Linked DNA regions of Mus musculus: regions 1, 3, 4, 5, 6 and 7 are each linked to region 2. Evidence: chromatin contacts called from public Hi-C, HiChIP or PLAC-seq and promoter capture Hi-C data. All regions are on one chromosome and are shown on one strand. The core of a region is the stretch at or near the end of the contact, and the rest is flanking DNA. Distances in the headings are between cores, read along the strand shown.

Region 1 (3,706 bases), core at 386-2,885, 700 kb after region 2:
GTAAGAAGAGGGTGTCAAGCCCCTGTAGCTGGAGGTCTGGAGGGTTGTGAGCCACCCTGTGGAAGAACAGGCACACAGCACAGTGACTTCTGCCTCATGTGTACTTTTCTATCGGTTGTTTTAATTGTTCACTTTCCAGGCCTCGCTGAGATACCCAAGACAGAAACACAAATGCCTCTCTGTCCCCATGCTGCACACTCATTTGCCGACTGTGAGTGGCACGTTTTATAGAATGGAATGCACAGAATGAGGTGTGCCCTGGGGAGGAAATTCCTGTGTGGATGGATGACTGGTTCCAGCTCATTACCACCATGGCATCCTTCAAAGATGACACACATCTCTCCCAGCTGTGCTTTCCCCGTCTGCTCAGTCTCCGTGTAATTTGATTAAATGTGTCTTTTCCCCCCATCATAATGGAGAGAGAGGCCATGATCCTAGTATGCTAGGAAGATGAGTGCTGGCTGAGGAAACCTGAGACAGGCAGTGGCACCTGTCAGGCCCTGGCTGTATGGACTGCAGGTGGAGGTGCATAGGCCCCTTGGAGAGCGAGCGTATGATGACCCCATGTGACCTGGATGCCCGATATTGAACTGCAGAATCTGGTGTTCACGCTGCTGGGTTTCAGTCTTTGTTTGATCCAGTGTTTCTTTTTTGCTATTTTCCTGCTCCTTCCTTTTGGGATGTGATTTTAAAAATTTGTTATTATTATAATTGTTGTTGTTATTATTATTATTATGGTGTGTGAGATATGTGTGAATATGCATGCATATACGGTGCACATGTGGCCAGGGGCCAGCTCTCAGGATCCACTCTCTCCTTCCATTTTTTACCGTGTGATCCAAGGATCCAACACAGGCCATCAGATTTGTGGGCAAATGTTATTATTCACTGGTATCTGATGGATGGCCTGTATGTGATCTTGTCTCCTCCTCCTCTTCCTCCTCCTCTTCCTTCTTCTTTGAAACTAAAATGTCCTTTCCTGAGGGAGGAGGGAGATTCATGGGTCCCATCTCCAAGGTTTTATAAGCAATAAACTTTTATGAGGAAGAGGAAAAAGGAGTCTTTGGTGACTGCCACACATTGAGCAGGAGCTCCAGGGATGTCACCACCTACTTTAGTGGTTGGGTTTTGGGTGACACAGCTCATTTTGAGTCATTGTTTATCTGGTCTGTCCATGCTATGGGGGTGGGGGTGGTGGTGTGAATTGATGTTTCTTTATGTCCCATTAGGAAAAATACTGTAACAACTACCACTTCTGGCTGCATTGCCTCAGCAAGTTTATTGAAGTCAGAATAGTTTTGATTCATTTAGACTGGGAGTCACATGACCATTCCTTGTTTCCCCCATAAAGACTAGAAAGTCAGTACCTTGTTCTCTTCCTCTTTTGTATTTAATTTCCTGTCAAAGCATAGGCTAACGTGGAAGATGCCATGTGTTTGTGATAGTCTGTTGCAATCCCTTCCTCACAGGGACACACTCTTTCTGGGTAGGTAACACAGCCTCCACTGGCTCCTTAGCGACAGCAGGGGAAGCACAACTACGACCTGGAGGTGTGTGATGACATACCATTTGGTGAAGTCAGCCATGTTGGGTTTGCCCCCTCAGACTGCTGGGCAGAGGCAATGAAACTTCTCCCAAACTCATCTGTATTCAGGAACCAAGGGCAACATGTCTTGGGGAGATGTAAACAAACCCTAGACAGGGCAGCAAGAATAGACCAAAGAAGCAACTGCATCCAAGTGTGGCTTGATGAGGCAGGAGGATTAGTGGACTGACTTACACAGCATGTGGCCCAGGCTGGCCTTGAACTCACTCAATAGAGGAAGATGACCTCGGACTCCCTCTGGGTCCTCCTGCTCCCACCTCCCAAGTGCTGGAATCACCTTGCTTGGCTTAGGAAATGTTCTCATATAAATGTTTTAGTTTCTTATTGTCTGATTTTGAATTTTAAAAAGTCAGATTTATTACTATCATTGTTTTTGTATGATGCGTGTACAGGCACATGCCTCACAGCATGTGTGTTTATTGTGGGAAATACCAAAAGAATCGGCAAGTTCCCGTGCTTTTCCCAGCTACTCTCAGTCCTGCCAGGCTGGTCGGCTTGTTCTTATCTCATGGAGACTCTTTAACTCAGAGCTCCAAAATCTCTCCATCCAGCTCACTAAGTTCCTTCAGGAGGGTCGCTGCCATACCAACCCAGTGCTTCAAAACCCCATGACCTTTGTGGTGTACCTCAGGCAAACCCACTCTTTGCCGCTGTACTTTTCTCTCTTGAACCCACATGAGGCACCCTGTGAAGGAAATGCAACACAAACTTAGTTCAGAAACAATGATAACTCAATCTCTGGGCACAACAACTGAAATCCTAACTTATTAAATCCAAATCCTCTGGTGGCGAATCCTAAAGGATTCACCGTTGAAACTGGGAGACACTCGTCATTACATCTTGTCCTCATGCTATCCCTATCTAAAAAGAGGTCCTACTCTCTCCTGCTTCCTCTCTTCCTCCATCCAACCTGGAAGTCCCTCCTAATCGCCCAGTGATGGGCTTCTTTATTCATTAGGGGATAAGTTCACAAGAACTCACTTGAGTACTTGACTCACTCCTTGTCTGCAACACCTCCCAGGAGAGTGGAATTAGCATCAACATATAAACAGCACCAGGCCTATCCACAACATGTGTGTGCGGAGGTCAGAAGACAACTCTTTTTGGAATCAGTTTTCTCCTTCCACCCTCACTTGGGTTCCAGGGATTGAACGTGTGTGGTAAGCACCTTCTCCTTCTCCTCCTTCTCCTTCTCCTTCTCCTTCTCCTTCTCCTTCTCCTTCTCCTTCTCCTTCTCCTTCTCCTTCTCCTTCTCCTTCTCCTTCTCCTTCTCCTTCTCCTTCTCCTCCTCCTCCTCCTCCTCCTCCTCCTCCTCCTCCTCCTCCTCCTCCTCCTCCTCCTTCTCCTTCTCCTTCTCCTTCTCCTCTCTTTCTCCTTCTTCTCCTTCTCCTCCACCTCCTTTTCCTCCCCCTCCTTCTTCTTTTGTCTATCTGTCTGTCTGTCTGTCTGTCTGTAGCTCAGGCTGTCCTGGCACTCAACAAGTAGCCAAACTTAGACCTCAAACTCACAGCAATTCTCCTGCCTCAGTCTTCCAAGTGCTGGAATCTCAGACACATGCCCATCACACTCACTGGAAATGAATTATCTACAAGCCAGCTCTCTTACAAACACATTCAACTTCCCCAGAAAGAGAGAAGCCATTCACTCCTGTTAACTAGCCTTCTGCGGTTGCGACAGAACCCTAAGAAAATCAACGGGACTGAGGAAAGACTGACTTTGGCTCTTCCGTTCAGTCCACTGTCACTTGGCCCTGATGTTTCTGTACATAGGCTGGTGACTACGGTGGGAACACACTTACTTTATTGAGACTAGGTGACGTACACAGTGTGTGTGTGTGTGTGTGTGTGTGTGTGTGAGTGAGAGAGAGAGAGAGAGAGAGAGAGAGAGAGAATATCTCACCATTTTCCCCAAGGACACACCCTCATGACCTCCTTTCTACAGTGACCTCCTATCCACTCAAGTTTTCACCATTTCCCAATAGCACAGCTGTCTTAGTCAGGGTCTCTATTCCTGCACAAACATCATGATCAAGAAGCAAGTTGGGAAGGAAAGGGTTTATTTGGCTTATACTTCCACATTGCTGTTCATCACCAAGGAAGT
Region 2 (3,395 bases), core at 822-3,321:
AGATTAAAGAGTGCTTAGTAATAGCGCTTAGAACCAACTTGGTGGCCGACTGTTTTTGCAGAAAACTTTCCCGAGTAGACCACTGATGTGAATCTGAGGGCTAAAGCACTGTATGGTTTGAAACAGGTGTTGGTATACAACGTATTTCTTCAATCAAGCAGGTTTTAAAAAGTCAAGATCTTAAAACAGAAAACAGGACTTATCTCCTCCTCGATTCTCACCATGCACGAACGCCTGCTGCTGTGTCTTCTTGCTTCTCCAGCTCTCCAGCCCCTCTGAAGCACCCACTACCTCTCCTGGCTGTAGCTATTTATAGACCCGTTTATTCCCCTTCACTCAGTGAAGACCTTAGCACCTAACTCAATGCTGTGTCTATAGACACAGTCATTCCTGAAGGTGATGTTAATATCTATGCAATTAGTACTCCATCAATCCAATGGATTAATTAAGTAGGATGAGGTTCAGCTATATTTAATAGAAAAGTGATAGTCAACAGTGGTCTAACAAGACTGATATTTCTTTCCCCTTCATATAAAAAGTCTAAAATATATCATTTATGAGATGATTCCATAGCTGCATGGTTCCTTTTCCATTCTTTTCTTTTTGTGGGGGAGATGGGTGAGACAGGGTCTCACTATGTAGTTCTGGCTGTCCTGAAACTGGTTCTGTAGAGCAGGCTGACCTTGAACTCACAGAGATCTGCCTGCCTCTGCCTCTCAAGTCCTGGGATTAAAGATGTGCCACCATGCCCGGCTCAGTTCCCTTTTTTTATTCCACTGCTTTTAACTACCTCGTGATCTGAAGTGGCTGCTGGAGCTCTGGCCATTCTATGGACACCCTATACACAAAGAAAGAGAAACGGAGAAATTCTACTTACCATTTCCCCCTATCTATCTATTAGGGAGGCTAAGAAATGCATCTCTGTGGAGACAGACAACATCCTAAGGTTAGAGTCAGTGCTTCAGTAAAGAGGAAGGAAATCAATGTTAAGGTAGACCTCCAACTCTCTTTGCTACCTCACTGTTCCTTTTGAGTAATTACTTTCATTGTTTAAAATGTTAATCTATGTTTGAGTGTTTTGCCTACATGTTTGTATGTGCACCTGAAGGTGTTGTAGCGCCTGGAACAGATGATTATGAGCCACCTTGTAGGTGCTGGGACCAAACCCGGGTCCTCTAAAAGAACAGTAAGGGCTCTTAACCACTGAACCATCTCATCAGGGTTTATGACTTCTAATGGCTTTATGGTCGGCCTCATCTCACCGATCTACACACTTGTCTAAGATTCTGCCAGTGCTAATGACTGCAAGACCACTGAAACCTCAGTGGCAGACACGCTACTCTCACAGGACACCTCTCACTGTCTCAGCTCACTCAGTCTCTCCTGTGTCCAGAGTTCTTTGACCCCACTGGGCCCTCCATCAGCCTATTTTATCTTCACTTCCAGCCGACTGGTTTCAAAACGCTAGTCCAATAGTATATTCCCAGCCTACCTGTGCTCTCACTCATTAGCTGTTTGCATTAATCCACACAGCTAATCACAGTAACAGAAAACACCGCTTTGATGAGTTTGGGCATCACATAGAAGTAAGTCTTCTGCAGTAACTGCCATCACGTGTCTAGTCAATTCTCTGTCCTACTTTTTATTTCATGCCTCCTGGGACAACTAAAAAGGTTGCTTGGTAGAGGCGTACGCGGAATATGAAAATGTGGATCCACTATGCACCGCTGTCCAGTCGTTTGAGGTGATCCTGTTAAAAGTGCAGATTCTAATTCTGTACCTAGGGCACGGGGAGGCCTCGGATTCGGCTTTTCTAATAACCGCGTGCCCCATGGATAGACAAACTGCTTAGGAAGACAAGACGCCCCACTATCAAGCCCTGGGCGGACAGTTCACAGCCCTAATCCCGACCCGGACCCCACCCTCGGCCCCGCCCCAAGCCGGAGCTGCGCACGCACCCACCACAGAGGCGGTGCTGGTGGCTAGAGAGGCAGGCGACCCAGGCTGAGGAGGGGGCGGGGCTGGAGCGCAGGGGGCGGAACAAGAGGCTCGGTGGGCGGGGCCAGAGGCAGAGGCGGTACCTCGTCGCGGGCCTTGTAGCCATTTTAGGAGGAAACCCGGTTCGCTGGTTTGGGGCGCGGCTTCAATTTCAATAACTTTATTGGTCTCCTTGTACGCCGAACAGCCGGCGTGCGTGTAGCCACGCGAGCCCGGAGCGCATCGCCCGAGGTGAGCGGCGTGGGGGGTGTGCGGGACCGGGGCTGTGGGGCAGCGAGGGCTCCCGGAGCCGGTTCTCCGAGCCGAGGCGTCCGTGAAGCGGGTAAGGGAGGGGACCCCGGGCGCGGTCCCCTGCGGCGGGGATTCCCTTCCCGGGCGCAGGGGCGGGGCCGGGGCGCCCCTGACGCAGCCGCGGGGGTGTTCCCCGCCTGGTGTCATTCCCCGCGGCAGGTTGCCCCCGACTCGAGCTGCAGCCATGGGAAACACTACCAGCGAGCGGGTGTCCGGGGAGCGCCACGGAGCCAAAGCTGCTCGAGCTGAGGGCGGCGGCCATGGCCCGGGAAAGGAGCACAAGATCATGGTGGGGAGCACGGACGACCCCAGCGTCTTCAGCCTGCCCGACTCCAAGGTGAGGTAGCGGGGCTGCCGGCAGCTCCGCCCTTCTTGGTTCTTCCTCCTCATTCTCAAGGGTTATGGGCTTTTTAACTAGAAGGCTATTCCGCGGATAGAGATGCTGGGTGCTAATTCCTCCTAGATACTACCTCAAATTAGGATAGGGGCGCGGAGTTGTTTTCCTGCTGCTCAGAGTAATCTGTGGGCCAACCTTTTAGGACGAGTACCAAAAACCCATCCCCTGCCAGCCCCATCCTTGGATCTACGTGCAGGTTGCCCTCTTCCAGAGCTTGCAGGATGTATAGGTTGTGAGCGCGGGTGGAAACTTCGGAGGGTGCGTTGTCTGAGCTATTGAAAAGGGCTCAGTTTCTCACATTGGCCTCAAGATAGCTAGATGACTTCTCCCTGAAAATGTCTCTGTGTAGGTCTCCTTCTTGCTCTCTCTTACGTGTTCTGCATCACCTCTTCGATCCTCGTCCACCTTTGTATGGCTCTGAGCTGCCATCAGTTGATTACTTGAATACTTTCCCCTAGTCTTGGGGATCCATATAGGACATCATTTGGTTAATGGCTCAGATCTTTTTTTGAAACGTGCCGTTTTAAAATGTAGCTGTGAGCTTTGCACAGGAGAGCAAGTCACTTTACTTCACTCCTCAGAAGTACTTCAAAACGTTGCCCGGGGCTCAAAACCACCCTCTACTGACCTGAAGCCTTAGCTCTCAATTCCATAGACTTGGAGCCAGAGGCCACTTTTGGTCACTCAAAAGAAGAGCCAGATGGAGCTG
Region 3 (3,549 bases), core at 223-2,722, 680 kb after region 2:
AACTCACGGAGATCCACCTGCCTCTGCCTCCTGAGTGCTGGAATTAAAGGTATGTGCCATCTCCACCTAGCTCTTTCAAGCTTCTTAAAGACCAGGCCTAGAAAAAGTCTGCGAATAAGGGCTGCTGGGCACGTGGCTATTAGCTCGGTAGAGGAAAAGGGATTGGGGGCGGGGAAGGGTCTTGGGAGAAATAGACAAGCGAGCTCAGAGAGTTTCCAGGGTTGCAAGAACAACCCCGCTTGGTCTCTGCGGTTTGAGGCCTCAGCCTGAGCAGGAAGACTGGTACATTCCTCCTGGCTGCAGGCCCTAAGCGAGCACGTGGAACTTTGGGGGTGGGGCAGTACAGCTGGGACGAGACAGCATACCTGGATGGATTAGATCTACAGGAAGGGCAGGAACTGAAGTGCTCACAAAGCAGAAACCCCTTCCTTACGTCTGAACAAAGTCACCCGATTTACACAAGCTTTTCAAATAAGTGAAAGACTTTTAAGTTTTATAACGATTAGAGGTTTGCTCCGAAGACTTCGTAGAAGTAACCTGTCCCAACTGCGCTTGGAACAGGATTCTGATGTAGTGAAGTCGGGCCTGATCGGCAATGAAGCCAATGGTGGAGGTTGACTCCCGGCGGCGGCCGCGTGGGCGGCGCGGGGCTCCGGCTGCACCCCCGGGCCGCCCGGAATCCTGCGAGCGCTCCCCGGGGCGGGGGAAAGAGCGCCAAGGTCTTGCATCAGACAAAAGGCGGTGCGAGTCCGCTGCCACAAATGCCACGGGACCCGCAGGAGCAGAGCCAGCGCCCCGCGCCCCCTGCCCCCACCCCAGGAGTCTGCACTGAGCAGGGATGGTGTGCGTGTAGCACCCCGAGCCGGGAGCTCGCAGCCTGGGTCGCCAGGCACGAAAGCTCCAGAGAGGTTCTGGCATTCGAGAGAGGTTCTGGCATCCCGCAGGACCAGATGGAGCAGCTGCACTTTGCAGCGCCGGCAAGAAACACGCGGTAGCAAAAAGCACAAAAAGTTTGCATTCTGCACCTCCAGGCCATTCGTTCCTCTCTGCTTTTCCTCCCTCCCACTGCTGGTCCCGAATCTCCGGAGGCCCCGGGACCAACTGATAAGATAGGGGAGGACAGCCCTGGAACCACTGGGGTCAGCGGGTTTGGCCATAAAGATGCCCGGTGATTACGCTTGTGTCCGGCTCGCCTTACCTGGAGTTCAGCTATCAGCTCCTCCTTGCTCAAGTTCTGCTTCTCCACCACCTGCAGCCCTCCATCTTGCAGGATCTTCCGGCAGCAGGGGTCCAGGCTGTCACTGATGAGTACTTTGCGCAGATTTGCGAAGGCCATTGCTAGAGTCAGGCCTTAGAATCAGTTGCTGTGGGTGGGCAGAAGCACTTAGTTCAGGAAACTGCAAGCAGGGCTGGCTCCGGTGACTGGGCAGGGTTCTCGATCTCCCGCTCCCCCTTTATCCTCCCCCTCCTCGCGCCAACAGTCTCCTTTTGATTGGTCAGAAATGCTTAAACTCTGCTGACTCCGCCTCCCCGGGCAGAGCCTCCCACACATTTTTTTTTTTTTTTTTAAATCCTACACAGACTACACTTCCAGCAGTGAAGCCCTTACCTGCCCCGGGTGAGCTTTAACACGCACGATTTATGCCAGCAGGCTGATTTATATTGGAAATAAACAGAAATACGCTGTCTCCACGAGGGAATTAAATCTCATAGTAACTTCTTTCCTCTTAAAGACCATTTATTGGCTGGGTATTTATAACTCCTAGTTGAGCATAATTAGACTGAGTAAGGCCACGGGTTCGATTCTCAGCAACGCACACACACACACACACACACACACACACACACACACACACACACCGTTAGGAGATTAAGGAACAAGGTGTGTGTGTGTGTGTGTGTGTGTACATAAGAGTTGGTTCTTGCCTTCCACCAATCCCAGTGGGAGATGAGAGACAAGTCTGGGAAAGGCAAGGGCTTCTTATTCCTTACCCCCCAAAAGACTTTAAGATTAAATCTAGATACAGTAAGGGCCATGAATGAGGCTGGAGGACCACTTGAACCCAGGAGTTCCAGGTCAGCCCCAGATGGGAGTCAGGGAGGGGGAGAGAAGTACAAGGGTGGTAGTGGTTTTAGTCTTTAGAAGTTAGATGATTACTTTTTTTTTTTTTAGAAGGGATTAAATCTGTTAGGTAAATTCAGCCTTGATTATATTATATAAATAACACCCCTTACTATTATACCTCACAATCTTAACATCAAATGTAAGTAAGAGAGTCTCTTTCAGAACTATGTACTGACAAGTCCTCTGCCTGTGCTGTTACCTCCATCCACAAAACAGGAACCCTGGCCTTCTTGGAAGAACTGGGGAAGTAGTTCTGCCCTTTCCTCTAGACTTTCCTTCCTTTCCCTTCTCTGGCCCAGCCCCTTGGGAAAAGAGAGACTTCAGCAGCCACAGCAGGCCAGCTCGGATGCCCTTGGCTCTCCGGATAAGAGTAACAGTAACAGGGTTCATAGGGACCGGAGGAGAGCAGCCGACTTAATTTTCTATTTGGAGACCAGTGGTGAGCCCCAAACCTGCACAGTGAGAAGTAAAGCAGATAATTTTTCGGGTAGAATATCAATGATCCAGCGGGGGTTGATTTCCAGCTTCTTAAACAAACAAACAAAAAGAAGAAGAAGAAGAGGAAGAAGAAGAAGAAGAAGAAGAAACGGACTCTGAAAGTATCTCTCCAGGCTTTTGCTTTCTTCTCCGTAACGTGAGCCTGACAGTAGGGAAGTGTCCGATGTGGGGATGAGATAAGAAAGACATCTTGGGGATTAGTGTGCCCTGCACCCCTTCACTCTAAGCCAGTCAGCTGACATGTCAGGTGGCGGGTATCCTTTGAGACACTGTGGAGAACCCTGGAATTGAAACTTTAATGGAGAAAAATCCCCGTGCCAATCCCGCACGATGACACCCGTCTGTGATCTCAGCACTTGGGACGTAGATTTCCAGGGAGATCAGAGCCGAATCAAAATTGATTCCAGGCTATCCTAGGCTACCAGAGATTTTGTCTAGAACAATAAAACAAGAGATGATTTCCTGTTGTCTGTGAGCCCTTGAGCTGGGGTTGGCAGCCCTGGTGAAGATCTCTGGCCTGTTAGGAGAGACTTCATTGATGTGCCTATGACCTTACAACCTGGCCCCAGGTCAAAGAGAGAAGCCCCACACAGGGGATTACAGTGACCCCACCCTTCTTCACTGAGTAGACTTTTCTGGGTTCCTGTACATTCTTATTGGCTATGGCATCAGTGTTCATGAACACACCCTACCTATCCTCATTGAGAACTCAATTACGTAAGATCTAATGTGCTACTGGACACATTCTAGTATCATGCTTTCTTCTTCTTTTTTTAAAAAAGACATTGTCGGGCTGGTGAGATGGCTCAGTGGTTAAGAGTGCCGACTGCTCTTCCGAAGGTCCTGAGTTCAAATCCCAGCAACCACACAACCATCCTTAATGAAATCTGATGCCCTCTTCTGGAGTATCTGAGGACAGCTACAGT
Region 4 (3,551 bases), core at 413-2,912, 960 kb before region 2:
CTTAAACTAAATGAGATTATTCCTAGTATTTACTAGAGCTTTTTATTATTTTGCATGTTTGTTGTACAACTTGCCTCTGATGCCAGACTGAGCTTTCGAATGGTTTTAAGCCCTCAGCACCTAGCAATCCCTGATTGCCACTTTAATATTTACCTCCCCCCTTTACAAATATTTACTGGACAAATGACATTATCCCTGAGGCCCCAAACAACTATAAAATGTGGAGTTTTTACGATAACTAGTATAAGGAACAGTGCCTTAAAGTAGCTATCTTTATAGATATAGAAATGAACTACTCAGCCAGGCAGTGGTGGCTCATGCCTTTAATCCCAGCACTCGGGAGGCAGAGATAGGTGGATTTCTGAGTTCGAGACCAGCCTGGTCTACAGAGTGAGTTCCAGGACAGCCAGGGCTACACAGAGAAACCCTGTCTCGAAAAACAAACAAACAAACAAACAAACAAAGAAATGAACTACTCAAATCGTCAGGTTAAGTGACCAACTTGGTTGAAACAGGGCCCTTTGGAGGGTCCAAAGCTTTGGAGGAGGAAGTAGGCACTTTAAAGAGGGGCAGAAGTGTGTCTTCTGTACCTGTATCTCCTTGTGTTCACCAACTGTGGGATCCCTAGTTACTGAAAGCATATTTGGAGGTTGGGAGATAGAGGGTTATCTGTAGGGATTGGGCTGCTTATTTTCCATTTGTAGCCCAGGTTTTCCCCCAGATAGATGGAGATCTCATCCTATAACCTTTCTAAACAACCAGAGTCCCAATGCACATAGTCCCAGTCCAGCCCAGTCCAGGCTCTACACTCCCTCCCGCAAGGGATCAAAGGACTACTCAAACTTTGAATGCCCAGAATCTCTTCTCTCCTCAGCGCTCAGAGGAGTTAATAACTCCCGCCCGGCTCCTGGGCTCCGCCCCTCTCCCCTCTCCGAGGTCCTGGCGGGCTTACCCTGGAGGGGGCGGCCCCAGCAGCAACGCTTGGCCGGGCGGAGCTCAGGCCCGGGCGGTGCTGCGGCTGCAGCGTCCAGCTGCCCGACTGAACTCCAGCCGTGCAGCAGACTGCCGGAGCTGCGCGAGCCCTTTCTGCACCGGGGCTCACCCCCGCAACTCTGCGGGTAAGTCCTGCTTTCCGCACCCAACTTTGTTGCCTGTCAAGCCTTGAGTCGTATGGCGCTAGCAGGACCTAAGCTTGTAATTGCTGTGTTCGGGGGAGGTGAAGAATTCGGAACAGCCGTCTCCAACAGTTCGCAAGTCCCCAACTTCCCCCAAAAAGGACAGGAGAGCATCACTTTCAGAGTTGGCGGGACTCTGGGATTTCGCTAACTAAACTTGCGGCGGAGATCTCCGGGGGACAGGGGCTCCAACTTCGCCGCCCCTCCCCCATCCCTCGGAGCTCCGGCAGTTCCGGATACTTTCCCTCCATCTTTCAAGTATCCTTGGCTGCCTAAAAGCCCATCCCTTCGGGTCCGCCTTCTCGTCGTTACCCGCAGGGCCCCGAGATCCCCGGGCTGCACACTCCCTGCGGGGCCACCGTGTCTCCCGCCGCCGGGAGACTTGCCCCGGCCATCCGGCTGCAGGAGAAGGGGCGAGGCCGGCGGCGGTCCGGAGCCCGGCGGGCGGGGCCGGGAAGGGGAGGTGTAGGGGGCCGGACGGGGCGGAGCAGGCGGCCTTTGCGGCCGGCGCTGGGGCGGAGAGTTTGCGCCGGTCCCTGGGCCTGAGCTCCGGCTCGGGCTGGGGCGCCTGCGATGTCTCAAGATGGCGGAGCTGGGCGAGTTAAAGGTACCGGCCCCCTCCCCCAGCCCCAGCAGGACTCGCTCGGCTGCCCGCTGAGGCGGGGAGGCGACCAGGCTGGGCGCAGCGGGATGGGGTGGGTGCGGGCGACGTGGCAGGGACTGGCTACAGGGATGCGCGGGCAGCGGCCGCGAAAAGGGGCTGCGGTGGCGCCCCGGGGGCGGGGCCGCAGGGCAGATGCAGGGGTGGGGCGGAGGGGGGAATTGTCGCCCCGGAGGGCCGAGGCACAAGGGGCGGGGACGCGGGGCCGTAGCCGCTTTTAGTAGTAGGTAGTTGCAGGGTACAGGCGGGCGAGGGAAAGCTCCTCTAGAGGCGTAGGGGTGAGTCCATCAGGCCAAGAGGTGTGACAGTGAGGGGGAGCCGTAGGGATGGGACCCGAGGACCAGATGTTATCAAGCTCCCGGGGACCTGAAGCTTAGGCTTGGGGCTGCTGTGGGCATCCGAGCCTTGGGCAGTACCGATAGGGGGGCTGAGACGTAAGGGGGCGGGGCTGTACAGGAGCGTACCTTAAGAGATGAGGCAGGAGCATCCTGGAGGCTTAGAGTAAGGAACTGTCCTAATGAGGTCCTGTGGTTGGAGAGGTAGAGAAGTGTGAACCACTGGATAGAAAAAAAGTTATTGAGCCAGTGGAGAAATAAAAACAAGTAGGAGGAGCCAAGGATGGAAAGGTAGAGAGAAGGACAAGGTTTTCATCACATTCCTGAAAAGGAGACCAGGAGGAAAAGAACTTGGGAGAGCTAATGGTCCACCCGTGACTAGGTCTTCTAGACATTCACAGAAGGGAGCCCTAGAAGGAGAGAGATCTTGCCCCACCACAACACAGTCTCCAAGGAACCACACCAGAAGATATCCTACAGAACCTTAGACCTTCATTCCCCCATCTTCTGGCTTCGCCCCATCCTTGTCCCGAGTAAGCCTGAGTTCTAGCCATTGGGCCATCCACGTTTAAGAGCTGACTTCTGTGCTTTGGTTCACAGACCCCATTCTCATTCTCTTGGGGTCTCTGTTGAGAAGTTTGCCTTGGTTCCCACCCTGGTGGCTATCTATGAATATACCATGTATGAGAGAAAGAAGGAAGATGGTAGTTCTGGACTGTTTGGTTTCAGACCCCAGGACAAGGGGGCTGAGGTGCATATTTTACATCTCAAAGCAGCCCTGGCCTCCAGGTTCTCCCAGCATCCCTCAGTCCCTACCTGGCATTCTAAGGCCTCAACCCTAAACTTTCCAGCCCAGGGGCTGGGCTGCCCTTCCCCCAAGGTTCTTCCCTATATAATCCAGACATTTTGTGCGTTCCCCCCCCCTTTCCTCCACCCTATGGCGATTCCCTTAGGACAGCTTCCTAATAAACTTAACTTTTTTTTTGTTTTTGTTTTTTTTTGTTTTTTTGTTTTTTTCGAGACAGGGTTTCTCTGTGTAGCCTTGGCTGTCCTGGAACTCACTTTGTAGACCAGGCTAGCCTGGAACCCAGAAATCCGCCTACCTCTGCCTTCCGAGTGCTGGGATTAAAGGCGTGCGCCACCACGCCCGGCAAATTTACCTTTAATCTAATCTAATTTGGCTTGAATTGGCTCATTTCACTGGCAGAGAAATTAGCGATCACTGACAGATGGAGTAAGTCTGGCCAATTACTGAGACTTGGGGACTTCTCCCCTACACATTTTGGTAGCTATCTTCTAGTAAACAAGACTAAAGGAGTATGGGCATGTAGGCAATGAAAAGGTGTGGATGATGATGATGATGGTGGTGATGATGATGAT
Region 5 (3,640 bases), core at 352-2,851, 770 kb before region 2:
GCAAGAGGGTCCATCTACAACAGCCTCAGGTCTGATTCTACCTCAAATGTCAGGTGTGTCTTTTCATTTATAGAAGAAATATCACAAAAGCAAGAACAACCTTGGGGACAAAAATAATATAATTCTCTCTCTCTCTCTCTCTCTCACACACACACACACACACGTGTATGTGTGTGTGTATCACTATTGAATATTTTTATTTTTTTTTTAAATATTTATTTATTTATTTATTTATTTATTTATTTATTTAATGTATGTGAGCACACTGTAGCTGTCTTCAGACACACCAGAAGAGGGCATCAGATCCCATTACAGATGGTTGTGAGCCACCATGTGGTTGCTGGGAATTGAACTCAGGACCTCTGGAAGAGCAGTCAGTGCTCTTAACCACTGAGCCATCTCTCCAGCCCCCAGTCTTTTTATTTTTTAAAAACCTTACATTTCTATAGAAAGTACAGAATATAAGTAACATATTTGCAAGCAAAATAAATGTACAGCCACATGTCCACCTTTCACATTTAGTACAGACATGTAAATAACTGTTCAGCCACATGTTCACCTTTCACACTTAGTACAGACACGTACAAACTGAGACAAATACTGCTCAGTAACTTGGAGCCTTCATTGTTATTCTGTGTCTATGATGTCTCTTCCATTAAGGCTGCTCTGACTTGATTATGGAGCAAACTATACAAGCGTGTTGGAGGAGAAAATATGAAATGTGAAACCACTCAAGTCAAAACTACTACCACTCATATGTGGATAATAACTTTGATGAAGACAGCAGACAATAAGCTTCATGAACATGTGTTATAATATTGAGCAGAGACTATTTCATAAAGTTAAAGGCAAATGGGCTTATGGAAACTAAGTTATTATCACAGATTATTGATAATGTCAGTACTTGTCTTTGCTAGGTATCACTCGCTGTTCTTAGCGGCTGCACGGGTCTCAATGCATTAACAGTTCCCTTTTGTCATGTGACAGGCTCCTTCCATGTAGCCAGGTCACTAACATGTACCATGTACCCTAGGCAGGCTCTGAACTCCTGATCCCCCTGCCCGTGCCTCACAAGTACAAGCTTACAGCCATGTGCCAACCCACGTGGCTTATTTCATTTTTTTACACATAAGGAAACAGAGGCACAAAGACACAATGCCTAGTTCAAGGATGCATTGTAGGGTGTAGACAAAGATTCTAATACAAATAATGTGATGTCAGATGGCTTTGTAGGCTTACTGTGACACAGATTCTATAAAAATGCCACTTTGAAAATATAGATTAAAAATACCTTTTGGATGACTTTTACATTGCACTTTTTTTTTTGACTGAAACATTTCATTGTAGAAGAGTCTCAAGGAGTTTATGAAATTCAGGAGATTTAAGACTCAAAGAAGTCCCTCCTATATACAGTTTACAGAAGTGCTGAGCAACTGTTGGAGGAAGGAGAGAGGGAGGGAGACGGGGAGGGAGGGAGGGAGGGAGAGAGAGAGAGAGCATCCATCTCCATGGATGTTCTTCAGTACAGAGCTGCCTCAAAGCTGCAGGGTTGGGGCTCCAGTACTAGAGCCTGCAAGAGGTGTCACCCACACTGTGGGCTTTCAGTGATGTAACTGCCCGGGTCACTCACATGATCCTATGAGTAATCTCACGAAAGTCACAGGATCACCAAGCTGAACTTGGATGGAATCCTCTCTTTGCTCTGTCACTGCCCTGTCTATCTGGGTAGAGAGGAAAACACCGTCTAGAAGACTTAAAGGAGCTTAGGTAGCTGGAGAAAAAGAAGTTGGAACAGTCTTAGAGTAAAGGATGATAGCCTTGTCCTCTGCACAGTGACGTTAAATATGTACATAACCTCCAAATAGTAAACATTATTCCAACAATTTAAAGAGAAGTGCTGAAATTCAGAGGGTAGAACTTAAGAATTTTCTTCCTCTGAGGTGAGAGTAGAGCTTCGTGGTTCAGTACCCTACATACAACAAGTAAGAAAGCGTCCCACCAGCTCTTTACAGGGACACAGGGTGCCAGCCTCACCTTTTCTTTTTGCTTATGATCATGTCCATGGTCTGCAGCAGTCGCCGTTCCAGGGCAAGAATATCTGTGTCAGTCACGTTCCTGCAATGAGCAAGAAATGAGTGATGTCTGGGATCCCATGCTTGGGCATCATAAACTCCGTAGAGCTATTTTTCTGTTGTCCTAGTGCGGCAGTGGGTGCCCTGTGCTCAGCCTTCCTTAGCTTTGACCTAGACACATTTGAAATAAATGCTTATTGGCTAGATCATATATTCAATCTGTGGGTCGTGACCCTCAGGCAATTGTCTATCTCCAAATATGTTTACACTACTATTTAAAACAATGGCAAAGTTACAGTTATGAAGTAGCAATGAAAATAATTTAATGGTTGAAGCTCCTCACCACAAGATGAGGAGCTGTCAGGAAAGTGGAGAACCACTGGGCTAGAGAGAAGGCTTGGGGTTAAGAGTACTGGCCACTGCTGGAGAGGACCTGGCTTCCCAGTACCTGGAAGTGGCTCACAGATGTCTCCAACTCCAGTTCTAGAGCATCTGATGTTTTTGTGGGTACCAGGCATACACACAATGCACATACATACATAGACAAACACTCATAGGCGTAAAAATTAAAAAAGATGCTTAAGTTGGCATGGTCTCCTACTATTTGATGTCAAGGAGGAACTAATTTCCTGTAGTTGGGAGAAGCTCACACTGTTGTCCACTGGAAAGATGTATTTAAAGAGTGTATGCAAAGGGACATAAAATTCGCCACTTAGAAAATAAATGAGCCAGATGTGGTGGCACATGCCTGTAATCCCAGTGTTCAGGGGGTTAAGATAAGAGAATCTAAATTAAAATCAACTAAGGGTACATATTCAGTAACAGTGAAAAAGGAAGGAGATAAAGTATGTGTTACCTGAGGAAGTAGGACATGTATGTGTACGGACAGTTGACAGCACCAAATCCGGAAAGCAGAGCCATGAGCGTCACCCCGATTACGCCTACCCGGCTGATGAGCTGCTCTATGGACAAGATCCCTGAAAACACCGATGCACGTTAATACTGGGCACTACACACAGAGCGGCTTCCATCTGTGTCACGGAAGCAAACACTGCTTACAACATCAACCGGTATCTTATACAAGCCCATTACAACGTTTGTTTTATGTTTATTTGTTATGTGTATGAGCATTCTGCCTACATGTGTGCTGGTACCTGTGGAGGTCAGAAGAGAGCGTGAATTCCCTGGAACTGGAGTTACAGATGGTTGTGAACCATCACACGAGTGCTGGGAACCTGCCTAGGTCCTCTGCAAGAACACCAAGTGCTTTTAACCACCATCTCACCAGCCAACAAGCTTATTTTTAAATATTGGCAGGCTGCTGATCTTTGCCTTTGTTTATTATATGAAATGCTGAAACAGATACTGCTATTTCATTTTAAGTAAATTAATTATGATACATATGCTTTCTTTAAAATTGTTTTTAATACTTGTACTAGCTGGTTTGGTGTGCCAACTTGATATAAGCTGGAGTTATCACAGAGAAAGGAGCCTCTTTTGAGGAAATGCCTCCATGAGATCTAGCTGTAAGGCCTTTTCTCAATTACTGATCAAGTGGGGAGGGCCCA
Region 6 (3,517 bases), core at 598-3,097, 990 kb before region 2:
CCAGTGTAGAAGCAACTATAGAAACAATGGTTTCTTCTCCACACTAGACACTTCCTTTCTTGTTGCTTTTTGCTCACTCATGCATTTATACATTCACACATTTACTTACCAGACATTAAAGACCTACTATGAGCCAAGCTAGGGGACTAATTAAAAAAAAAAAAAAACCAAAAACACAACCACTGCCATCAGAGAGTCCCCACCTGATTGGAAAAACAAAGATGTAAACGGACAACAGGAAGGTGGGGGCCATCTAGGTGATGGTAAGAATGACCAGTAAGGCACACACCAAAATGCACACTGATAGGCAGGTTGTCAGAGTTTTAAGGGAAATTTTACAACAATGAAAAACACTTTACATGGATTAAGAAAGTACAAGGGGGGGGGGCTGGTGAGATGGCTCAGTGGGTAAGAGCACCCGACTGCTCTTCCAAAGGTCCGGAGTTCAAATCCCAGCAACCACATGGTAATGAGATCTGACTCCCTCTTCTGGAGTGTCTGAAGACAGCTACAGTGTACTTACATATAAATAAATCTTAAAAAAAAAAAAGTTGCAAAGGGCATTATGAATGAATGGTCTGCTACAACAGTTTAAACTTGGAAGTTTGCCAGAAAATACTGAGAGTGAAGGCAGGCTTCTGGTTTTGGTTTTTGAGACAGGATCTCTCTGTTATGTACCTCTGGCTGTCCTGGAACTTGCTATGTAGACCCACCACACAAGACTGGCCTCAATTTACAGAAATCTACCTGCCTCTGATTCCGGAGTGCTGAGATTAAAGGCGGATGCGTCACCACACCTTCTTCAGGCTTCTGTTTCAGAAGAACCTTGAAAACCATGTTAAGAACTTTGGGCCTAAGCCGGGCGGTGGTGGCACATGCCTGTAATAATAGCACTTGGGAGGCAGAGGCAGGCAGGTTTCTGAGTTCGAGGCCAGCCTGGTCTACAAAGTGAGTTCCAGGACAGCCACGGCTACACAGAGAAACCCTGTCTCGACCAAACAAAAAAAAAAAAAAAAGAAAGAAAGAAAAAAGAAAAGAACTTTGGGCCTATAGCATCTTGGGGGGGCGGGGGTGGGGGTGGGGTCTGCTGCTAAGCCTCACTACTTTAGTTCAAGCACCGGATTCACAAGGTGAATGGAGAAAGCCAACGCCGGTTGTCTTCTGACCTCCACAAGGGTGCCCACCCTTAGCGCATACTCATGCCTCAGTAAATGAATTAATGTAAAACACTTCTAAAAAGAATTTTGGGCTTTATTCCATAGGGTTCCATGAGTATTTGGGTGGGCTTGCTTGGTTTACAGGGAGGAGAAAGGAGAGATGGGAAGGCCAGACCAGTTGGCTGCAACTAATACTTGTCAAACAAGAATTACTAAGAAGTGAGTCTAAAGGATAAGGAAGGTCGGACTTTTTGTTTGTTTGTTTGTTTCTTGGAGTGGGGAAGCAGACAGTAAAAACTCTCCCCTTGCTGCTTTCTAAGATCTGCGTTAGTGATCGGCTTGATCCTTTGAGTTTTGTCCAACCTCTGGTTGCAGTGGGTCACAAATCACCCATTGGTGATCAAGTCTGCTTAGTGCATCACGTTTCCAAACTCTATAGAAGATCTTGGGGCGTTGGGAGGGAGGGGATGAAGCACACACAGGTCATGGCTATGACTAAGAGTCATTAACTGGTAAAAGAGGTTGGTGACATCGAAGCTTGTGGAGGTCCTTGAGAGGGGGCGGGGGCGGAACTGGGGGTGGAGCTCCAAGCAGAAAGACGGGGGACTTAGGGCCTGGAAGTCGCTGGTGCGGAGGCTGCGAGCATCCCTCTTGGATTCGGTAGGTAACTACAGGGGGCGGGCTTCGGCTGAAGGGCGGAACTTGAGAGCCAGCCAGGGTGGCCGCAAAAGACTGCGGGCTTTTTGCCTCTGCAGGGACGGGGTTAGGCAGGGCCAGAGGCGGGGTTTTAAGCCCAGCCTTCAGTTGAACGTCTACGATTGAGCGGGGTGGGATCTGGGGCGGGGCTTGGGGCGGGACCCAGTCTGCTTTTTGACAGCTGTCTTTCGGCACAGCCGTAGCCGAGTTGGGTTAGGAACTTGTGGCCCGGCTCTCTGCGCGTCCCCGTCCCCCCGTGGCCCTAGCCCCGGCCATGAAGCGCATCTTCTCCTGCTCCAGTTCACAAGTGGCGGTAGGTGCCAAATGTGTGGGAGAAGGGCTGTGGCTGGGATTCAAGCCCTGTGTTGACAGAAGTCCTGAGTCCCATCTCCATGGATGATCGCATTAACCCTGCCTGCATCAGTCTTTCCTGCGATGTTAGCAGTTCTGATAATGCGGTCGCCAGCCCTGGTAACTGAACTTATGGGTGTTATTAAAACCCTGTCCCTTAATCTTTTCCTTCCCAAGGTGCTTCCCCTTGGCTCCTTTTCCCAACATATTTGGCTTCCAGCTTCTGGTATGCTTTCTAAAGTTCTGTTCTCTTCCAATGACCCTGGTCTCTACTTCAGCTGCGGCTCCCAGTACCAACCCACCTCCAGACATCTGCCCGCCCCCACCCCAGCCTTTAAATCCGTTCCTACTTCTATCCCTAATTCCTGCCCTATAGCTTCACTTCCATCCTTGCCTTCTCACAACGTTCTCTCTCACATAGCTCCATTTTTACTCTTTGCTTTCTGCCCCTAACAGTATTTTCTGCCCCCAAAGTATTCTCACCCCAGTGCCTTCTTCCAACCCTTCTTCACAGCCTCCTTTACCAAACTTGCCTCTTCCACTCCATGACACTGCCTCTTCCACTCTCTCAAGCACCAATCCAAATCTCTTTCCAAGCGTCTGTCCAACATGGGGCCTCTGTTTTCTTAATTTCCAGTGACCTTTTCCTCAATATTACTTCCTCTACCTTTTGCCTGGACCTCCTGCCTGCTTACAGTGGCTTAACCTTGCAACCTAGCTAGCCAGACAAACGCTGTCAGAGGACAGACAAGTCTCCTGGCTGATCCCCAAGAGCCTGGGTGAGTTGCCTGCAGAATTTACCCTGGCCAGTTCTCTGTACTGTCTAGTCTTCAGACTGGTTCTTGGGACCAATCAAGTTCTGTCTGGTTCTCCCCCCATCCCACCCCACCCCCAATTATTCCTTTGTCTTGTTTAGCATTTGTGTTCATTTTCTTTGATTGAGTTAGGGGAATGAGATGGTGAAGGAGAAGACAGAGTGGATCACAATGAGAGAGTTCCTGACAAGGGTTACTCTCTTCTCCGTTCTCTCCCCTCTAGAGCAAAACAAAGATTTTGGAAGATGGTGGTTCAGGGAGGATACAGTTGTCCTTCTCTAAAGAGTTCTTCCGGAGTGGCCCTCTGTGGAGGGAATGGCGTCTTCTGAGGAGGTTGGGGGTATGAGTCCCTTGGTACTAATATTGCTTAGTTGACGCGTCATTCATTCATAAGCAGATGTGAGAAATGTTTGGTTATCTCACTGTGCCTGGCAGGCCACAGAAACCTGGCAGAAACCTGTGAAGCAAGAGTAAGAACTGTCTAGGCCTGTCTCTGTC
Region 7 (3,529 bases), core at 876-3,375, 720 kb after region 2:
TACAACAATGAGGTCACTGTTGAAAGCTATAAAGACAAGAATATGTTTAAAAAAAAAAACCACCTTGCCAAAGTAATGAGCTAACTACATTGGAAACAAACAAACAAAAGGCAAAAGGGCAGGTTTGATATGGGGTGGAGGTAATGGGCTAAATTTCCATATCGTCAACAAAAGTAAGAAATGTAGAAAAAAAGTTGTGTTAGAGGAAGGAGAGAAAATAGCTTCATGGAGGCAGAGTAGACAATTTTGAGTGCCGCAGGCAGGCCCAGCGCCTTCTCACACTGAGCATGATGAGGCTATGTGATTTGACAAACATCCATGAGTTCCATCTAGGGGAAATGGGGAGCTTTTCACCTGAATGTTCCAAGGCTACAAACATGAAGCTAAAATACTTTGTGCAACTAATTCAGATGGATAGCCAACAGATCAACAAGGACGTCTGCGAAGTAAACAGTACTATCCACTTGCTCCTCATCAGTTCTGCACCTTGAATTAAACCAGCCATTTATCCCATGGCGAAAGGACTCTAGAAGAACGATGATAGCATTCTTAGATACTCTGTTCTTAAACACAGACTAAGGCCCTCTCTTAAAGGTCCCTACTTCTTCTGAGTTGAAATGGGAGTTGACAAATGGAAACTCAAATTGTGACTTTCTGATTGTGTATGCATGCAGGTATTACCTGTGGCCAGAGTCTTGCTAGATAACCCATATTAACTTTGAACTCCATACCCTCCTGCCCCAGCCTTCTGGGCGGTGTCACTACACGGGGCTATTGCCAGATTATTTTTCAAGTATTCTAGAAAATCTTAGGACCCATCCTTTCCTTGATTGACTTACTATACCCTTCCTGCCATCCTTTGGTAAAATGACTCAGCTCAGCTTTTAGTCATTTAGTTTTTGTGTGTTTGCTTTTTGCTTTCAAGACAAAATTTTCCTGTTTAGCCCTGGCTGTCCTAGACCTCCCTCTGCAGACCAGGCTGGCCTATAACTCACAGAGATCTATCTGCTTCTGCCTCCTGGGTGCTGGGATTAAAGGTGTGCTCCACCATCCGGCTTGTCATTTAGGCTCTCACATATGTAATTCATGAAGTTTATTTTTTATCTCTCAATTACTTCTCTTAAAAAGAAGCCTGGGCAGAGGCCAACAGTGGAGAAAAGGGATGTCACCAGGCCAGGATCTAGGAATGATCAGCTCTGCATGGTTTTTAGGGCAAAAGTGCTAAGATCTTTAAGGAGCCTGGATACCAGAAGAGCAGCCAAATGTTTTTCTTAAACAGGCCACAGCCAGAGTCCTGACTGCATAGAGTTGTGGTTCTCAACCTTCCTAATGCTGCGACCCTTCATGTTGTGGTGACTCCTAACCATTATTTTCATTGCTACTTTATAATTTTGTTACTGTTTATCAACTGTAATGTTGATAAATATCTGTGTTTTCTGATGGTCTTAGGCCACTTCTGCGAGAAGACCATTTGATCCACAAGGGGTCGTGACAGACAGGTTGAGAAACACTGAGCTAGAGAACCTGGGAGGTGAAAAAGTTGGTAGATGGACAGAGCACTGGCCACGCATGCAGGGGGCTTTAAGGTAGATTAGCGCACAACAGAAACAAAGCAAAACAACAAACTCGGGTTGGTATACACCTGAAGAGTAGGAAGAAGAATCGCGGTGAGTTGTCTAGGTGAGTCCCAGGCTAGGCTGAGTGTCAGAGTATGCTCGCCTCCCCCAGCCTCACCTTATGGAAGACCATCTATTAGAAGAAGAAGCGGGGGTGGGGTGGGGTGGGGTGGGGTGGGGGAAGCCGACGTAAAGAGAGCATATCACAAAGTTCACTTCTAAAGAAAAGGCCGCTCGCACTGCGCGCCCAGGGCAGCAAGCGTGTGAGGGCAGCATGCGTCTGCAGGATCGCGACTCTACCAAGCGGCGGCGGGTCGGCCATCGGCTCCGAGCTACTACAGCCCGACAGGGTCCTCTCCTCCAGTCCTGGGGTCTGAGTAGAGCCCCCGTTGTTGCTGCGGTGGCAGGAAGTCTCGGTGAACTACAAATCGAGGCATGCTGGGAACATTCCCTGCTCCTCCCAGGAAATGTCCTTTGTCCAGCCCCACAGGAAGCCCCAGCGAGGAGGTAGTGGGCAGCCAGCCCGAGTGCCAGCCCGCGGTTGCATAGCCTCAGCACCGGGCGCCAGGCTTGGGCAGTGCGCTCAGAGCTGCCCGGCGCATCACAGGTAGGAGCGCTGCTGCGGCTGGGCGCGCCGGCTTCGCGGATAGGGAGCTGGGAACCTGAGCTGATCATCTAGGGGCTGGGATGTGTGCTGTGGCTGAGCTGCCGCGCGAAGCTGTCCTTCGCACACTGGACTGTGGTCCGCCACCCCGTGGGCTCAGGAACCAAGGACAGAAGGGGACCCTTCGTGTCCTATAGCTGGGTTGAGCTCCCTTTGGTCTCTGTGGCGAGGGGAGGGGAGGAGGAGGCTGAGACTGCGCTGCCAGAGCAAGTCGGACCGTCCCACAGACCACCGAAGGGGGCATCAGAGACCCTGGGAGACCAAGCCCAGGGAGGAGCTTGCAAGACAAGCAGAAGGTGAAAGGCTTTGTGTGCATCGGTGCATCAGCTTAGATCGTGCTCCCTTTGCCTACTAAGTCAGTGCCCCCAGCCCCACTGTGAGGAAGGGGATGAAGGCGGGGACTTTGCGAAGGTCAGCAGGTTCATTTTGGCCCTTGTGAAACGTGTCTGTTACCTGCTCCTCCCATCTGTCTGACCGATTCGGATTGCCACCTGGGGGCTGCGATCGGACTGGGAGAAAGGTACAATGAGGACCTGCGAAAGGAAGGCTGAGCTAGCCAGCCGCGCGTGGCTCAGGAGGGGTCGTTGTCTGGTTTTGCTAGAATCCCCAACCACAAATATCCACGTTGGCTGATCATGGGCAGGTGGTGGACAGAGCTGGAGCCTGCGGCCAGAGAGCTTATTGAGGCTCAGGTGGCCTGGGGTGAGGCATATGTTAGCATGAGGGATGGTGAAGAGGAACAGTGAGACAGAGACCCTGGATGTACCTTACAGCCAGAGCACACAATAGCAGGTCTCTAGAACGGGACTTTAAGACTTCCTCTGGGACTTCCTCTGATTTAACCTTTATTTTCTTAACCACGCCCCCATCCCCCCCCCGCAGTGAATCAGCCACCCCCCACATGAGTATGAGGCATAATTTAATTTAGTGCTGTAATCCTGCCTGTTGAGTCAGGCTCCGTTGGCTGTCAGCATTCCCATATAGTGGGTCTCTTCCCAAGAGACCGTTGTGGTAAATGTGGCAATAGCTAGCGAGTTGGTGGTCTTTGTGAGCTGCTATGGACAAATGGGCAAGTTTAAACACAACCGGAGTGTGACTCCCATAAGGGAATTAATTCACCTGCCTCTGATGCCTTTCTGATCTTCTATGTGTATACAAGTGTGCATCCCTTCTCTTAAGGAAACATATGGTGATTACTTAATGTATAATGTACTTTAAAACCAAAGGAATTCCTCTTGAGTAGTAGGCG

The links. Promoter capture Hi-C pulls out the DNA fragments that hold promoters and counts their contacts. A called contact is a pair of places that touch in the nucleus more often than the background predicts. HiChIP or PLAC-seq counts read pairs in DNA pulled down with a chosen protein or histone mark.
Region 1: a Hi-C map of CD8 T cells shows a contact between it and region 2, with 3 times the contacts expected there. The contact joins the enhancer-like site here to the promoter of Prkab2 in region 2. A contact is called at or near these places in 6 of 39 promoter capture datasets (the C10 cell line, the HPC-7 cell line, cranial neural crest and 3 more), 1 of 484 Hi-C or Micro-C datasets (CD8 T cells), 3 of 115 datasets of contacts at active chromatin or transcription factors (astrocytes, forebrain and large pre-B cells) and 1 of 9 other capture datasets (adipose tissue).
Region 3: a promoter capture Hi-C map of pre-B cells shows a contact between it and region 2, with 5 times the contacts expected there. The contact joins the promoter of Phgdh here to the promoter of Prkab2 in region 2. A contact is called at or near these places in 9 of 39 promoter capture datasets (the 3T3-L1 cell line, the C10 cell line, the HPC-7 cell line and 6 more), 6 of 115 datasets of contacts at active chromatin or transcription factors (astrocytes, craniofacial prominence, extraembryonic endoderm stem cells and 3 more) and 3 of 9 other capture datasets (adipose tissue, liver and macrophages).
Region 4: a promoter capture Hi-C map of liver shows a contact between it and region 2, with 4 times the contacts expected there. The contact joins the promoter of Pias3 here to the promoter of Prkab2 in region 2. A contact is called at or near these places in 3 of 39 promoter capture datasets (erythroid cells, liver and pre-B cells), 1 of 484 Hi-C or Micro-C datasets (embryonic stem cells), 2 of 115 datasets of contacts at active chromatin or transcription factors (astrocytes and extraembryonic endoderm stem cells) and 2 of 9 other capture datasets (liver and pancreatic islet).
Region 5: a contact with region 2 is called in an H3K4me3 HiChIP or PLAC-seq map of bone marrow-derived macrophages, with 4 times the contacts expected there. The contact joins the enhancer-like site here to the promoter of Prkab2 in region 2. A contact is called at or near these places in 1 of 39 promoter capture datasets (hippocampal neurons) and 6 of 115 datasets of contacts at active chromatin or transcription factors (astrocytes, bone marrow-derived macrophages, embryonic forebrain and 3 more).
Region 6: a contact with region 2 is called in a promoter capture Hi-C map of liver, with 5 times the contacts expected there. The contact joins the promoter of Ankrd35 here to the promoter of Prkab2 in region 2. A contact is called at or near these places in 4 of 39 promoter capture datasets (hippocampal neurons, liver and pre-B cells) and 1 of 115 datasets of contacts at active chromatin or transcription factors (extraembryonic endoderm stem cells).
Region 7: a contact with region 2 is called in a Hi-C map of muscle stem cells, with 5 times the contacts expected there. The contact joins the promoter of Zfp697 here to the promoter of Prkab2 in region 2. A contact is called at or near these places in 4 of 39 promoter capture datasets (the 3T3-L1 cell line, cranial neural crest, frontonasal cranial neural crest and 1 more), 1 of 484 Hi-C or Micro-C datasets (muscle stem cells) and 2 of 115 datasets of contacts at active chromatin or transcription factors (the NIH/3T3 cell line and extraembryonic endoderm stem cells).

What each region holds. Positions count from the first base shown.
Region 1 is chr3:98,355,691-98,359,396 of GRCm38.p6, forward strand. No RefSeq gene overlaps it. Among named protein-coding and RNA genes, the nearest start is that of Gm31420, 6.6 kb to the left of the region's middle. Within about 2 kb of position 1,636, at least 33 of the 459 cell types and tissues checked have an H3K27ac peak or open chromatin away from gene starts, as enhancers often do. A contact at or near this core is called in CD8 T cells, where this site is marked.
Region 2 is chr3:97,656,141-97,659,535 of GRCm38.p6, forward strand. Prkab2 (protein kinase, AMP-activated, beta 2 non-catalytic subunit) reads left to right here and starts at 2,072. Exons shown (of 8, transcript NM_182997.2): 1 at 2,072-2,229; 2 at 2,449-2,626. The coding sequence starts at 2,474.
Region 3 is chr3:98,338,497-98,342,045 of GRCm38.p6, forward strand. Phgdh (3-phosphoglycerate dehydrogenase) reads right to left here and starts at 1,473. Exons shown (of 12, transcript NM_016966.3): 1 at 1,199-1,473. The coding sequence starts at 1,336.
Region 4 is chr3:96,695,414-96,698,964 of GRCm38.p6, forward strand. Pias3 (protein inhibitor of activated STAT 3) reads left to right here and starts at 1,663. Exons shown (of 14, transcript NM_001165949.1): 1 at 1,663-1,782. The coding sequence starts at 1,759.
Region 5 is chr3:96,887,875-96,891,514 of GRCm38.p6, forward strand. Gpr89 (G protein-coupled receptor 89) reads right to left here. Exons shown (of 14, transcript NM_026229.4): 6 at 2,929-3,049; 7 at 2,035-2,115. Among named protein-coding and RNA genes, the nearest start is that of Gpr89, 16 kb to the right of the region's middle. Within about 2 kb of position 1,602, at least 13 of the 459 cell types and tissues checked have an H3K27ac peak or open chromatin away from gene starts, as enhancers often do. A contact at or near this core is called in bone marrow-derived macrophages, where this site is marked.
Region 6 is chr3:96,668,284-96,671,800 of GRCm38.p6, forward strand. Ankrd35 (ankyrin repeat domain 35) reads left to right here and starts at 1,848. Exons shown (of 14, transcript NM_001356538.1): 1 at 1,848-2,166. The coding sequence starts at 2,128.
Region 7 is chr3:98,380,356-98,383,884 of GRCm38.p6, forward strand. It overlaps Zfp697 (zinc finger protein 697), which reads left to right and starts at 2,126. Exons shown (of 3, transcript NM_172863.4): 1 at 2,126-2,223. It overlaps Gm52610 (a long non-coding RNA gene), which reads right to left and starts at 139. Exons shown (of 3, transcript XR_003954528.1): 1 at 1-139.